2 separate regions of the Drosophila melanogaster genome follow, and region 2 is linked to region 1. A link is a contact called in public HiChIP or PLAC-seq data. All regions are on one chromosome and are shown on one strand. The core of a region is the stretch at or near the end of the contact, and the rest is flanking DNA. Distances in the headings are between cores, read along the strand shown.

Region 1 (5,129 bases), core at 962-3,461:
TGAGTTCTACGAAGTGGAGGGCGGCAAGCATCATGTCCACCTGCATGCCGCCGAGGAGTGTGCCCGCTATATCGTTCCCTTCATCCGAAATCACAGACCTCCAAGAAGCAGCAAACTTTAATGTGCTATTTAAGTTTTAGGAAACACATATTTGGAAATAGTAAAATAAACTAGAAATTGAGGAAAGATGCAGAGTACAATTAGGTTCCCCTGCTTTAAGATTATATTGTGCGTTTTGTAATCAAAAAAGCTTTTATGTGGGAAGCTTTTTTTAGCGTATCTCGATTACTGATATTGTAAACATTAGCGCCAAAAAGCAGCAGCAACATAAAAATTTAAAGAAGTCGTTGACTGATCGTCAAAGCAAAAAGACGTTTGAAACGCCGTTTGCTGCATAAACTAAAAACCATGTTGCAGCAACTTCCAGTTACCGAAGTAAGTAAGGAACAGATGCCGTATAGAATTTCATAGAAATTTCATTATGCCTACAGTGCAAGGAACTGAAAATTCCTGCTCCTTGGGGCTACATTTCGGGAAGATGGTATGGAAATCGAACGGAACGCCCCATCCTGGCACTACACGGATGGCTGGACAACCTGGGCACCTTCGATCGCCTGGTTCCACTGCTACCCGGTCACGTGGGAGTGCTCTGCATCGATTTACCAGGACATGGAAGATCCTCGCCTCTGCCACTGGGAATTCGATATGATGTGTACAACGACGTGTTCATTATTCCGCGGATTATGAAGCACTTTGGTTGGGAGAAGGTTTCGCTCATGGGACACTCATTGGGCGCCTTCTACAGTTTTATTTACGCGACAATGGCACCCGATACAGTGGACATGGTCATTTGCATAGACTGTGTGCTGATGCCGAAGTTCGACAGTGACATTGCTCTCGAAAGCTTCCGCAGAAACCTGGACCAGCACATGGCGCAGGATGAGATCCTGGCGAGCGGATCTCTGCGGGAGCCACCCAGTTACAAGCTGCCGAAATTGGGAATGGCTGTCGCCAATGGCACGCTGAATTCGGTGACACCCGAGTTGGCCCAAGGAAGGAGTCAGGACTAAATCCGGAATCGTTTTACTTATCCATAGATAGGCGGATCAAGTTCTACAACTACTGGGACATTGGTGCGGAACTGGCTGCCGATATGGCCGGGGGCGTTGGGAAGAAGCCCTTTCTCATTATCAAGGGATCTATGTCGCCCTTTCTGGGCGCTCACAGTGACGAAGCCGTTTCCATTTTGGCCCAGGATAATCCACACTTTGAGTTCTACGAAGTGGAAAACGGTACCCATCACGTTCACCTGGAATTCCCCGAGGAGTGTGCGAAGTACATGTGTCCCTTTATTCAGTACCATCGACCACCGATGGGAGCAACTCTGTTCCAAGGAAAGTTATAGTCAAATCCAATCGCAATTAATTTAGTTTTAATAGCAAGAGCATAAATTCCGATCTTGCGATCGCGAGTTTAATCTAAGAATGTGCAATAATCAGTGTTAAAATTAGAGTCATTAGTACTTGGCAGTATTTATGAATGATTTTGTTGTTGTTACGCGTTTTTCATTTCAAAAGGTAATAAAGGCGGAGCTACTTTGTTTATAAATAGACGGTATTTTTAAGTTAGCAATCTACAAGCACTTAACGTGCTTTTGTAGGCTTTTTGGTTTATGCGGTGGTGTTCATAATTTCAGCAGATGACTTTGATTACATGCTTTTGACTTAAATTTGATACAGACCAGTGTATCAATTTCATTTGCTACTTGAAATTCGGATTATAAACTAAATCCAAATATTTGGATCTTCTTTTAGGATACAAAGTAATATTTAAATTTAACAGATCTCACATTGACATTCGCCCCGAAACACTCGAAAGCTTTTTCTCTCATCGAAAGCTTGCTTATTCATGTTTTTGTTATGTCAACTTAAGCGCTCGCGAATTTCTAGATATTTGTATTTTAATAAATGAAATATAAACTAATGTACATAAACAATAGTTAACAACAACTTGATGTGATTAAGAACACGAAGATCATTCTATGCATTTTATACACTGTAATTGGAAGTTGTAATAAGAGCTCGTGAGAGAATACAACTTAGAACCCAATCTTATCTCGCTCTCTTAATTATTAATTAAGAGTTAATTAAGAGAATAGCAAGATCTCTTTTTGTTTGCAGTTTGAGTAATACCAAACCCAACTTAATACAATATGTTAGTTTGCGCCAACATGTTAAAGCAGAAAGACGAGTAGACAATCAAACGGAATACAAATGATTTAGAGCAAATTAAGATAAGCAAAAACCAGTACTACTTAAATCGAGAATTAAGAGCAATGGGAACTTTGTCACTGAGCGATGTAAGTACATTAATAGATTAATAGACAACCTTTACCCACCAATTATTAATTTGTAATCTTAAGTGTAAGTCAACCATCTGTTGTGTGACCATCTGCTAAAAGTGACTAATACAGTTTATGCATCTTTCAGTTCGAAGCTGTGAAGATTCCCGTACCCTGGGGTCACATTTCTGGACGTTGGTACGGAAATCGGAACGAGCGACCCATCTTGGCGATTCACGGATGGCTGGACAACCTGGGAACCTTCGATCGGCTCATTCCCCTGCTTCCTGACTATCTAGGAGTACTCTGCATCGATCTGCCAGGACATGGAAGATCCTCGCATTTGCCACCGGGAATGTACTACAGTGTGTACGAGTACGTGTTCACTATTCCACTGGTCATGAAGGAGTACGGATGGTCAAAGGTCTCTCTCATTGGACACTCACTGGGCGGAGTCCTGAGCTTCATTTATGCCTCTCTTGCTCCTCACACCGTCGATATGATCGTCTCCCTGGACATACTGCTCCCCTTGAGAAACGACATAGACTACATGGACCTTAGTATAGAGAAACAACTAGTGAATGTTGAGCGACAGAAGCTGGGAAATTACATTGAGCCGCCCTCCTACACGCACAACCAATTGGGAAAGGTGCTGGCTGCGGGAAGCTTTAATTCCGTATCCCCCGAACTGGCTAAGCACCTCCTCCACCGCCAGTTGGCCAAGTCGAAACTGTATCCCGAACGGTTCTATTTCACTAGGGATATTCGAGTAAAGTACTACCACTACATAGATATCGACGATAGTCTGGGGGCAGAAATGGCGAGGCGGATCATTAAAAAGCCATATCTAATCATCAAGGGCTCCTTGTCACCATATCTCTCCGTCCGCAACAACGAGGCTATATCGATTTTGGCCAAGGATAATCCGCACTTTGAGTTCTACGAGGTGGAAAACGGCACCCATCATCTGCATCTCCATGCCGCCGAGGAATGCGCCGGTTACATTGTGCCCTTCATCCAACATCACAGACCTCCTGCTATGACCTCCTGGACTGTGGCCGGAAAGGAAGATAGATCGAGAAAACCAAAGCGATTTTTCACATGGACCAACAAAAAGCGCAGCAAGTTGTGATAATAATACACTGTAACTTTAGTTGTAAAGGTTTTAAAGTTTGAGAACGTGAACACACGACAAGTATTAAATTTAAACTATCATATTAAACAATATGTTTTTGATACTTAAGATAATTTTGGAAGTGGACTGGACCCAGTCTAAGAATCAAAGTGCAAAGGGCTATCGTCTTTTGAGATCTGTGTCATTAGGCGAATGAGTAAGCAAATAAATAAAATCATAACAATAGGAGATAAGAACAATGGGACCATACCACCCTCGCTATGCTTTTTCAGTGAACTTTGGCTATTATCATAGTGCCAGCTACAATTTTAAAATATTTTTACGAATTTCGAAAGAATAGGTATTCAACGAGCTCGTATTAATACACAAAAAATATATCAACATTTAAATAGACAAACGCGAATGTAAACAATGCTAAAAATTGGTAATACTTTTAATCAGCTATTTGAAAAACAAATTCTTCGCTCTCTTATAGTTGGTGATTTGTTTCCGCGCCAAAAACAGCTACTCTTTCTATCGGCGTTTTTTCTCTTTCGTTCGCTTTCAAAAGTGAAACAACAATTTTAGAAATTAGTCGTTGATCAGCTGTTGTAGCCGAAAGAGGTGCGAATCGCCGAATCGCCGAGTTATTTGCAGGTGTTTAGATACTTAAGATAACGCGGTGCCTTCATTTCTGGATTTCGGACCAATTTACAGACGTGCAAAGGTCAGCAAACCACTAATCGATATGGGAACTATGTCTCTAAGCGATGTGAGTATGCCAGAAATAATATTATAGACGAAATACGAAGATAAGCAACCTTAATCCGTGTACCGGCAAATTTTGTTTACAGTGCAGAAACTGAAAGTGTATAGTAAAAAAAAAAACTTTAATTCATACTGATTTTAATGAACATAGTAACCAGTATTGCTATTTTGTAGTTCAAGGAGGTTAGAATACCGGCACCTTGGGGTCACATCTCCGGTCGTTGGTATGGTAATCGAACGGAGCGACCGATCCTGGCGATTCACGGATGGCTGGACAATCTGGGAACCTTCGATCGGCTGATTCCCCTGCTTCCCGACTACATAGGCGTGTTGTGCATCGATCTTCCCGGACATGGAAGATCCGCTCACATTCAGCCTGGAATGCACTACGCCGTCAACGATTACGTGTTAATCATTCCTCGAGTGATGAAGGAATACGGCTGGTCAAAGGTCTCATTGATGGGCCACTCATTGGGTGGCATCATTAGCTTCGTTTACACATCTTTGGCACCAGATACAGTGGACATGGTCATCTCACTGGACATATTGCTGCCCTTGTCAAAGGACCCCAAAACGGTTATTAAATATTTGAACCACAGTTTGGATAAGCACCTGGTGGAAGAGGAACGTCAGGTGGAGGGAAACCTGCACGAGCCTCCCTCCTACACCCTCGCACAGCTGACACAGGTCCTCGCCAAAGGAAGTGACAACTCGGTGACGCCAGAGTTTGCCCAACACTTGCTTCACCGGCAGGTGTCGAAGTCGCAACTCTATCCAGACAGATTCTTCTTCTCCAGAGATGGACGAGTTAAATACTACAGCCATTTGCAAATGGAACCCGAATTTGGTGAGGCGTTGGTGAAGCGAATTCGGAGAATACCCTGTTTGATCATTAAAGGGTCAAAG
Region 2 (5,129 bases), core at 1,016-3,515, 66 kb before region 1:
CAGCCGTGCTTGCTCACCAGCTCGCTGCGAAAGTTCACGCCCAGCACCACCCAGATGACCAGGCCGGAGCACATGTAGGCCACCATGTCCACGTACACGTACTTGATCTCCGGCGTGGTCAGCAGCAGCAGCGTGTGGATCACCGTCACCGCCACGTGGATGAAGATGAACAGCGACAGGTAGCCGACGCGCAGGCGACGCATGTATAGGTCGTACGAGTCCTCCAGCTCCAGGTTGCGACATTTTCTCTGTGGGATTTGAGTGATTAGAGGTATGAGTATGACATATGGAAAGAAGAACCGCCAGATGGTATCAAGTACATTGGTAAACGTTGTGCCTGGCTTTCATTACAATATTAACTGTAGAGTAGTTTTTACGTTATATATTTTACTTTTGCCCTTCGTACAGACTAAGATTAAGTTCGTTGCTAACGTTGCTCTAACAAGTGCCATTCATACTTGTCTAAAATGGCTGTCATCATTAACCTTAATTGAGACTTTTCAAACTGGACGCTCGAGAAAATACTATAATTCAAGTTGAAATAATTTGCATAAGTTTTCAGTTCAGTAAAATAGATTTTTACTACATATGCAACGGTGAATCACTACCTATTCAGCTGTTCTATAAAGCGCAGGAACTTTGCATTCGGTTGCAATTGGGTAAACTCAGATTTTAGTGATGGCTTATAAAGATTGGCGGACCCATATAAAGATAAAGCTACGCGGGAATAAAACTTTCCACCACTGCAGTGCTGAATGTTTTCGACGCATCCTTCAGACGAGGCACTCACCACAAGGTACGACCACTCCCAGTTCTTCTCGTTCTGCACGGTTTGGGCCTGGCTGCTGGTCCTGGCCAGGCTGATGGGGTTGGATCGATTGTACTCGATGGCCGAGTCGAAGTAGGAGTCCATGATGGCGCCAGTTCAGTTCAGTTCAGATTGGATTGGGTGGATGGGAGATCAGATGATCAATGTGGCGGGCTCATTTTCGGTGGCAGCTACTCAGAATCAGAGGCTGGCTGCCTATTTCGCCTATTATCGGATCAAACAATTAGCTAGCGGCTATCAGAGTTTCAGCCGCAAAGTCCCCCAATAGGCATTGAATCAGTCAATTGAGGGGCTTCGCTTATCGGAGCCAACAGAAAGAGGGAGGTGTGCGGAGAAGCTCTCCGGATTTTGGATTTCGGGCTGCGAGCTGTGCGATTCGTATGTTCGTATGCATGTATGTATGTGCGTATATGGTGGCGAAAACAGCAGCTAATTTAGCAATTTGTCTAATGTGCCGTTGATAGTGGTAATAGCTAATGGTCTGTAAATCAAACTCACCCGCACTCGCACTCCAAATCGCAATCGAAATGGGAATGGGAATCGATCAGGCGGAATTCGTCTGCATTATCAGCTGCGGTGGGCGAGAGCGAGTGTAGAGGTAAGGATCAGGGCTATATGGCTGTGTAATTTATTTACGGGCTTTGCACGTACGGCCGGGCACTTGAGGCGACCGATTTCGCACTTCACTTTCGTTGGGTAATAAATACGATAATAATTAATAAAAAATTAACACCACTTAAGCGCGTTGCGCTCCAACAAGCCAATACACGGCGGACAGGTATCACAAATTACTCTTTTGCCGCGATAAGCGCTCGCCCCGATTCGATTCCGTCCGACTTAATTGCCCGCCGGAGCTGCTATCAACACACGCGACCGACTCCAACCAACTGCTGCGACCAACTGAGGGCTCCAACGAGCCCACCACACCTGTCCAATCGTTCGCACTTGGATTCTCGATGGTTGAGTGCTGAAAGTGGAGTGCTTATCAGTGTGAAAAGTGTTTGGCGGCGCTGGCACTTGATTGATGACACAGCCGTAGGGTGCTTGCTTGTCAAGTGAAATTATTAAAAGTCTGCTCTGGATTATTGTAATTTATCAAAACTAGTTAAATAAACCATAATTCTGCTTGCTCTAAGGTTCAAATTCAAATTTAAATTTTTCTGGCGCCTCGTACTGGCTCCCTCTAGCGGTTTACGTTGGAAGCTGGTATATTCAGCCCTATTTGTACGGCAACTCTGCTTTGAGGTAAAATCAATTACTTTAAAATGTATTTCTTGCAAAGTGTATTCAACAACCAACTTTGCAACTTTCGAGAACAAGACAGCAAAAAATCGAACAGGAGAATTTCGGTTGAAATTCGAAGAAAACTGATTTCCCGCCACAGCGAGTGTGACCAGTTGCCGTAATTTGAAGCGGCTTGCGATCTAGCCGTATTTGGTATTTTGGTCAAAAATAGATACGCATTCCAAGCTGTTTATTTTTCAGAAACTTGCAAATATTGCAATCGTTCGACTGATTTGATAATAAGTACGGAAAAGCGGCGGAAAAGCAGCAGCAGCCATGTCGGCCTTCACGGATTCGGCGCTACTCAAGAAGCTGGCCGAGCTAAACAGCAGCCAGCAGAGCATCCAGACGCTCTCCCTGTGGCTAATTCACCACCGAAAACACAGTGCAGCGATTGTAAGGACCTGGCAGCGGGAGCTGGAGAACGGTGGGTATCCCCTGGCAGTTACTGGCCATTCAGTGCAGCACACCTACTAATACACATGCATCCCCAAACAGTGCCGGAGCCTAAGAAGCTGACCTTCATGTACCTGGCCAACGACGTGATCCAGAACAGCAAGAAGAAGGGCCCGGAGTACGGCAAGGAGTACAGCCTTGTGCTGGGCAAGGTGTTCGCCCACATTGGCGAGAAGTGCAACTCGGACAAGTTGCTGGGCAGCCTGGGAAGGATCCTAAACATCTGGCTGGAGCGGGGCGTCTACGATCCCAAGACCATTGCCGACTGGAGGTCGCGATTACACAAGGAGGCTCCTGGCAGCAGCTCCAGCAGCAATGGCAAGACCAATGGCGATAGTGAGAAGCCCGAGAAGGAGAAGGATCACGGCGGCAGCGGCAAGCCCGAGAAATCCGAGCGCCGCGAGAAGCGCAAGCACGAGGATCGCCACTCTAAGTCCAAGCGCTCGCGCCATCACGTCCAAGGCAGCAGCGCGAACTCAGCTCCTCCGACGGAGGAAGTAGTTTCTGTGGAACCCGAGAACGGCCACACGCCACCCTACTTGCCTTTGGGAGAGCCACCGGAGCCCGAGGAGCTCATCAGGGCCCTGACCAGCATCGAAAACTCCGCATCCAGCGATGCTGTGGTGCGCGAACGTATCGCCAAGCTGCCCCAGGAAATATCCGAGATTAGCTGCATCAGCAAGCTGGAGGATAAGGACAAGGCCAAGGAACTGGCCATACAGGTGGGGTCAAAATCCAAATGCACTAAGATGTGGTCAAAATAATCTTGATTGGATACTATTAATCAATTTCCTCTTAGGTGAACGAAGCTGTGGATCTGCTGAACGACTACAATGCTCGGTTGGCGGCGGAGATGGAGGAGCGCTCCAAGTTGGCGACCATGCTGCGAGATTTTCAAGCGGAGCAGAAGGAACTTCTCTCCCAGGCTGAGCAACGCCTCGATGTACGTTCTTCATGGTCTAGGCAATGCATGGTCCTTGGGGTTGTTAGATAAAGATCGTTATCCAAAAACTATGGGATGTTGTTCGTCACTGCCTCTATTTTATGTTACCTAGTCTAGTCGTTTGTCGGCTATCCACATTTTGTATTAATATTTTATTTGCATATTAAAAAAGAAACCGAAGCTAATCTAATGCAGTCCCCTTTAATTGCACGTCTTGAACATCGTCGGCTAATTCTTTGTGTCTTTGCAGGAACACAAAAAGAAGCTGGCCAAGATGTTGGGCCTGCAGAAGGAGATCCACGACCACCTCTCCAACCTGCCCGACCTGACCCGATTGCCGGATGTGACTGGCGGACTTGCGCCCCTGCCCTCCGCTGGCGATCTCTTCAACGCCCTGCATTGAAGGAAACGAAGGAGTCACTTTAAGATTACATATATATTTGCAATTGTCCCCCTAATCGCACCGCGCCCACAAATCCCCTGACTGTAATCCAAGCACACACAAGAATGACGATTTCAATATAGCATCTAATTGCAAGCAACTTACATTCTTGGACTTCTTCTTCTGTACATCTTCAATGCATCACGTAGTTGGCTGCTCCCTGCCATTTTTCGGTGAACGAAATGATGTCGGCAATTCCGCTGCCCGGTGACATCTTCAAGGCGACCGAGAACTTGCTCCACACGTCGCGGTTTACCTGGTTGCTCGATCCTTGAAAGGTCACCGGTTGACGGCCTCTTACCGGGAATCCACTCAGCATGCAGGGCAGATCGTTGGGCCCCAAACTGGACTCGTACAAGCCGCGATCATCGGTGGGCAGCTGTTGGTCCACTTGCTGGTCCATGCTCACGGCGAGAACCCATTCACGCACCTCCTCGTGAAGACTGGGATCGTTCTTCAGGTGGATATCCTCCGGCAAGGGCACGGAACTGGGAAAATCGGTGCTAGCCAGGTCGGAGTGGTCTACCAACTGACCGGAACCCTCCTCAATGGCCTCGCACACGTCCAGATAGTGGTTGAGCATAACGAAGGCCTCGGCTTCGCGACCTGCCTGGCGGAGATCCATCCCAGCTTCGTAGAAACCCTTGTCCACCGGCAGCAGATCCGTGTGGCGAAGCAGAGCCAAGGATAAGCGCAGAGCCACCGGTTGAAGCGCCTGTACCTCCTTGCATGCGGCTCTGGTGGCGTAGTAGTGGGCTATTAACAGGAACTGCTCCATGCTGGCTGCAAATTTCGTCTGGGACTGCGCCGGAGTGGCCTTAAGAGACTGCAGCAAGCGGAAGAGAAAGTCCCTCAACTGGCGCCAAGTGGTGCCTCTCTCCGTTTGCTCCTCCCTCAGAGCCAAACAGTCCAGTGCTATCCTGGTGTATATATTAAAGTGAGCTTCGATCGGTGGCGCTCCGTAGCTTAAGTAGAGCCCCAGGGCTGTGGTGCAGTTGCCTTCCCGAATAAGTTGGGCTGCATAGACGGCCACGTATTTCTGCAGCAGAGCGGGATTCAGCCCTTTGGCCTTCTCCAAGCAGCGCTGCCACTCACCATGCTCCGCCAGGAGATCTAGGGCGGACACTATGTCTATGTCCGCCAGCTGCTCAATGTTGCCCTCGTGCTTGAGGCTA

What was found. HiChIP or PLAC-seq counts read pairs in DNA pulled down with a chosen protein or histone mark.
Region 2: a contact with region 1 is called in a CP190 HiChIP or PLAC-seq map of the Kc167 cell line, with 3 times the contacts expected there. The contact joins the promoter of CG9018 here to the promoter of CG5704 in region 1. A contact is called at or near these places in 26 of 107 Hi-C or Micro-C datasets (the Clone 8 cell line, the D17-c3 cell line, the Kc167 cell line and 13 more) and 3 of 6 datasets of contacts at active chromatin or transcription factors (all in the Kc167 cell line).

What each region holds. Positions count from the first base shown.
Region 1 is chr3L:2,168,053-2,173,181 of dm6, reverse strand. It overlaps CG5704, which reads left to right and starts at 2,211. Exons shown (of 2, transcript NM_001299983.1): 1 at 2,211-2,359; 2 at 2,490-3,629. The coding sequence starts at 2,336. The coding sequence ends at 3,473. CG15879 reads left to right here and starts at 4,074. Exons shown (of 2, transcript NM_139437.2): 1 at 4,074-4,227; 2 at 4,398-5,129. The coding sequence starts at 4,213. It overlaps CG15820, which reads left to right. Exons shown (of 2, transcript NM_139439.2): 2 at 1-187. The coding sequence ends at 121. It also overlaps the pseudogene CR15821.
Region 2 is chr3L:2,234,212-2,239,340 of dm6, reverse strand. It overlaps CG9018, which reads left to right and starts at 2,265. Exons shown (of 4, transcript NM_139444.2): 1 at 2,265-2,540; 2 at 2,612-3,291; 3 at 3,369-3,512; 4 at 3,763-4,057. The coding sequence starts at 2,390. The coding sequence ends at 3,915. ACXD (Adenylyl cyclase X D) reads right to left here and starts at 1,733. Exons shown (of 12, transcript NM_138984.4): 1 at 1,328-1,733; 2 at 791-1,033; 3 at 1-248. The coding sequence starts at 913. It overlaps Oseg2 (Outer segment 2), which reads right to left. Exons shown (of 5, transcript NM_139443.2): 5 at 4,088-5,129. The coding sequence ends at 4,088.